Linked DNA regions of Zea mays: region 2 is linked to region 1. A link is a contact called in public Hi-C data. All regions are on one chromosome and are shown on one strand. The core of a region is the stretch at or near the end of the contact, and the rest is flanking DNA. Distances in the headings are between cores, read along the strand shown.

What was found. Hi-C and Micro-C count contacts between places; a contact is called where the count stands out from the background.
Region 2: a Hi-C map of ear shows a contact between it and region 1, with 2.7 times the contacts expected there. The contact joins the enhancer-like site here to the promoter of LOC103640507 in region 1. A contact is called at or near these places in 2 of 25 Hi-C or Micro-C datasets (bundle sheath and ear).

Annotation. Positions count from the first base shown.
Region 1 is chr1:167,985,940-167,988,639 of Zm-B73-REFERENCE-NAM-5.0, reverse strand. It overlaps LOC103640507 (putative disease resistance protein At5g47280), which reads right to left and starts at 1,394. Exons shown (of 4, transcript XM_008663275.4): 1 at 349-1,394. The coding sequence starts at 1,162.
Region 2 is chr1:168,508,754-168,511,650 of Zm-B73-REFERENCE-NAM-5.0, reverse strand. No RefSeq gene overlaps it. Among protein-coding and RNA genes, the nearest start is that of LOC100282568, 5.4 kb to the left of the region's middle. Within about 2 kb of position 1,295, at least 5 of the 20 cell types and tissues checked have an H3K27ac peak or open chromatin away from gene starts, as enhancers often do. A contact at or near this core is called in ear, where this site is marked.

The DNA of each region.
Region 1 (2,700 bases), core at 145-2,644:
ACTCAAGTCCAAGCATGGTAATTCACAAAAGCAATCTGAAACCCCATCACAACAGTACAGTTGTCACTAGCTGGTGGTCAAAGCGCCAAATTTGACCGAACATGTGGTTTGGGGAAAAACGAAAGCATCAACCTCGCCTTTACCTAATTGCACGACACGCACGCAAACCAACCACCTACGATGCTATGCCGCCAATTTGGAGAATTTAGCACCCACTATTCATGGGGAAGATGCAATTTTTGCAGGGAAGGACAGGACGATTCCTGTGAAAGACGCGACCTTTGCACAGGATTTGGAAAGAACTGAAGGAAAAGAAGGTTTGGATCTGGTGGTCGATGTTCTGCTTACCTCGGACCTTGTGATCCCTGAAGACCTCCATGGCGAGCGTGGTCTTGCCGCTGCCGCCCATGCCGGAGATCCCGACCACCTCCCAGCTGCCGCCGCCGCTCATAACCATCTCCTTCACCTTTTCCTTGGCCACCTTGACGCCGCCGCCAACCATCCCCTCCGCGTCTTCGTGTCCGTCGGCGATGTCCATGGCCATCACCCCGGCTTTGGCGGGCGCCGCCTTCGCCGGCACCGGCTCCGACATAGCCATGCCCTTGTGCTGCGGCACCTCCTTCGTCATAGCGACGAAGGCGGGCTTAGCGAGCGGCGCCTCCATCGGCATGGGCACGCCCTTGTGCGGCGGCGGCGCGACGGGGACGGAGAGGGCGGGGGGCGGCGGCTGCGCGGTGGCGGCGGCGATCTCCTCGACGCGGCGCTCGAGGCGACCGATGCGCGCGTCGGCCTCGTCGCGGAGCCTGCGCACGCCGCCGATGACGTGCGCGGGGGCGTGGCGCTCCAGCCAGCGCGCGATGCCGCGGTCGGCCGCCTCCATCCGGCGCGACAGCTGCGCGGCGCGGTAGACGTTCCAGCGCGGGGACGCGGCGGCGCGGCGCGCCAGGTCGAGCGCCTCCCTGACCCGCGCCGCGAGCTCGCCGAGCTCCCCCGCGGAGCGCTGGGTGCTGTGCGGGCCGAGGCCCTGGACGAGCGGCAGCAGCGGCTCGACGCTCCGGCGCAGGCGCTCGGCGGTGGAGCGGCAGAACAGGGTGCCCTGCACCGCGTGCAGCACCTCCCGCAGGGCCTCGCCGGCCAGCTGGTCGAGCAGCATCCGGTCCATGGTCGCCGCCGCTAGCAGGTGAGACCGAGCTCCTCGTCGATCGCCTTCCTCTACCTCTATTCTCTGTCGCCGCCCTCGGCTCCTGCTCCTGCTCCTGCTCCTTCTCCTGCTTGCGTGTGCTTGGTGGAGGGAGTTGTTCAGCTGGGTCTGGGTGAGTGAGGGGTCGCCATCGGCGTGGTGGAGGAGGCGGCCGCCGCGTGTGGTTTCGCGCGGCGGGGAGTGGAAAGGAGGAGATTAGTTATAGGGAGGCGGGAGAGTGCGAGACGGCGGTTTGGGGGTCAACCTCCGCGGTGAAGGGTCGCCGCCCACTGGAGTTCAGATCTGAGGAGCTCTCCGTCACTGACACCGCTGGCGCCCACGTGGGGCCATCCCGCCGTGTCGACACCGCTAGTGGTCACCAGAATGAAACCTCAGCTCCCTCACTTAACCAGTAGACCTGAGCTACCTTGGTTTACTTTGGAAAAAGAATGAAAAAAGGGGCACTAGTAGTGCCTTCATGTTTTTATATCATCATAAAATGTGATTGAATTATACATGTCAAACGCCCTTTATTAAACTGCATAGTACACTTAGGTTAGCATCCATCTCACATGCATACTGAGTCGTTGGCAAAATCCAGCATGGAGTCCACTGTCCACATGCATCTTCCCCTCCCTCATTCTCTCCCTTAACCTCTCAACCTCAACCACAGGAGAAATGAAAACCCATGTGATCAAAGATTTCAACGCCTTGAGAGTCTTGGAGATGTATCTTAGAGAGTCCTTGTCTGGTTAATGATTCGTGGAGAGTACATTTGACACTTGACAGCCAAATAGTCTTTGTAGGGTTGGGAATCCATGTAGCAGATGGTACAAGGTGACATTAGCTTTGCAAGATTAGATTGGTAGTTGCCACCTTGTTAGCCACCCAACATGGCCTTTTATTCGCATGATCGCTCACTATTAGGTTGACCATCCATTATGAAAATCGCTAGCGATGACACCGGGTATCAAATCACCGTAGTTATTTGTATATTCCATGTTTAAAAGAGCAAAACATTCAAGTTTTTGTCTAAACTTATGTATATGTATGTAAAAAAATACATATATCTATATTACCAAATAAACATTATTAGATTATCCTGGAACATATTTTTGCAGTACACTATTTCGGAGAAAAATATGGACAAATTTATTAGTCAACCTTAAGTTTATTTGACTTAGGACAAAATATTACCATGACAATGTCTTGTGGACAAAGGGAGTCGGTGTTATACAGATAATCTATAATTTAGCCACTTACCTAAAAGGCCCTTATAGTTGATCAAAAGCTCATATAATCCTTTCATGAATGACAAAATACTCACGGCAATGATTAAACTCGAGAAAAAATTAAATAAATATTGAGTTGTTGAGAAGATGATGCCTGAAGCATTGGTAGTTGTTTAATTTATTGTTTTTTCCTTGCTGGCGGGTGCATGCTTGAGTACATCTCTGGTATGGACGATTTTTTATATGGGCGTCAGCCACAGCACTCGATCGTAGCTATTTGAGCAATTA
Region 2 (2,897 bases), core at 46-2,545, 520 kb before region 1:
ATGGAGGTAATTTAAATAGCCTTGAGAGTTTAGGTGGTAAAATGTATGTTTTTAAAGTCTAAGGAGAAAAATCAAAATATAATAATAATTTAGTAAGATATAATATATTTTTTCTACAAATTAAGTATCATGGAAAAAATCTGTTATATATCCCTGTACTATTGCCATAAAACTCTAAAACCAGACATCTTACCCTTTGAATTCTAAAAACCACTAAATGTTATCCTCACTAGTTTCTGAGTTGTTTTGAAGATGGTTTTCTTCCTTTTTAGAAAAATCTCTCTCTACTATATTAAATCCACGGTTTCCACCGTTAGACTATCTTCAGTAGGCAACATATCTCATTACTTATCTCACTCACTATTTTAAACTCATTTCTACAAACAATACATCTACAATGCAAAAAGCAATATTATACATGTTTGCATACACGACGTTGCTGGAGTTGCCTTATCATGCTACCCCATATTTAAATAGTAAGATAAAAAATATGCACAAATAGACATTTGAACCATGGCTGATGCTCTAAACTTATTCATACCCAACTAGCCAAAAGTGCACACATATTTTTATGTTTTATATTGTATATTTAAATATAAATAAAAACCATAGCAACGTACGAGCACTCTGCTAGTGGTAAATACTTGATGACATTTTCAAACCACAAAAAATGAGTCTACATCTTTATAAAAAATGAGAAAATTTGGGTCCAAATAAAATATCTAGAGCTTATGAATATACCGATCTCTAGGTACTTTTAAACAACAATTTAGCTCTGAAAATAGGAAAAAAAAATCTAAAAAAGAACATTTCTAGAACATTCTAATAGTTCTAAAGTTAAAACCACCTTAAAAACACAGCAAGCTAGGGTCAAAAAGAGATCTGTATGGCTTTAGAAGTTTAGAGAGGTAAAATAGGTCATGTTTGTTTTAGCTTTTTTGCTGATTTTGACTATCAGAAGTTGCTGTGAACTGTCAAACGTCCAGTCTTTTTGCTAGCTTTTATGAAAATCACTCAAGCGAAAACCATCCAAAATCAACGTGAACACATAATTGGTCGATTCGTTGTGACAGTAGGAATATGTCACTTTGTAGATCTTAAACCATATAGACCCATTTTATCTTTCTCTATACGTAATATGCACAATACTCAAATTCTGTCGGCAGCGAGATTCCCTCGCAACCAGATTAGCTCACGAGAAAAAAAAAAAGCTTAGGCCACAGTTCGAGGAGGAACCGACTAGAGTGTAGTCTTTTTTTATATATCATATCATCGTGGGCTTAGTTTGGCTCTTATTGGGGCATCGTAGCTCCAGATGGGCAGCCCAATAACGTTTCGCGGACGCCATGGCAGCCACCGCCCCAGCCTGCGGCGGCGAGGAAGATGCTCCGGCGGATATGATGGAACGCCTCTTCCGATCTCCGCCGCCGTCGTCCCGGTGGCCGGGGGCGTCGGCATGTGCCTGGTCCAAGAACTTAACTTGCTCTGTGATTCTGTGAACTTGATAGGTAAGATAAACATCTGTTGTAATCACAGTGGTTTTTATTATAATGGGTTCTATCCAAGTTTGCATCAGTCTATCCAAGCTTATTGTCTTACGCTGTTTACATACTGAAGTTTAAATATGGATGGATAAGTTGATGAAGGTAGCCTACTGCTCGTTGCTGTGAAAGCTGCCATTTTCAGATTCTCCAAGCAGCTACACTACAGATATGTATGGACGGGCAATTTTCTACCGAAGTTTTGGACAGAGAAAGTGGACACCGCATCTGCCAGCCATAGCTTCCTAAGCGCCTGTTTGAATCTCGGACTGAAGTTTAGTACGTACAGTTTTTGGATGCTAATTACAAGGGCTAAAAAAAGGTAATGGCGCTGCAGATAAGTGGTCCCTTTTGCATGCATTTCGCCTTGTGCAACTAACTATCTCATCAACTTGCCTTTTTTTTCACTACATTATCATGGAATCTGTATTCCATCCCTACGAGTGCATCAGGTCATTTTGTACTATACATTTGGCTGTCTTTTGCCCTGCAACTTAGTGCATTGTCTCATCCAATGGCGTCAGTAGTTACCAGCAGATCCTCTCTTCACCTACATGTGAGGAGTAGCTGCAGAGGATCTTGTTGCGTTTACAGGCGGATTTGAGCATTTCTTGTGAGATGCATCGCATCCATGTGCGCTTCTCAGAGCTGCCGAGCCCATGCATATGCACTGGTCAAACATCGGGAACCTATATATATATCACACAAGCGATTAGGTTAAAGTGTGTGCAAAGGTTAGACGACCTTTTGGTTAGCTGCTTTAATCTGCTCGGGTTGGCATACTAAAGTCTGGCCAACGTGCAAGGGGGCTTATCCAGCTTTTTTTCCATCAATGATGGCAACCCAAACGCATACAAAGCTAACCTGACCCTGAGGATAGGGATGACAACAGCGAATTTTCCGTCCGGAAATAGCTCTTCATCCTTGTCTCTGTGACGAAAAAAAAGTTCTCTATAGAAATCCTATGAACGTCTGCGATAGATATTTCTTCATCATCTCCGTACCCCGCGGAGATAAATCTCCGACGGAGATCTCTGTCCTCATTTAAATTGTAATTAGGACATATTTTCCTTTGTTATTAATGCAAACATTGTCACTTATACATATCATTATATGTAATAAATCATCATGTGTACATCGAAATAAATATATTTGTACAATAAATGATCTTTTGGCACAGTAATTATTTATTTTTATTATTAACTAGTACACGAAAACATCATCACGTCGTGAAAATTTAACAGGTCTCCGCGAGGAATGGAGATAGGGAATGCTTCCCCGTCCCGTCTTGTCGGTGGAAAAAATTTCCTTGTTTACATTCACATGAAAGAATAAACTTCTTCTTCCTGTTTCCTA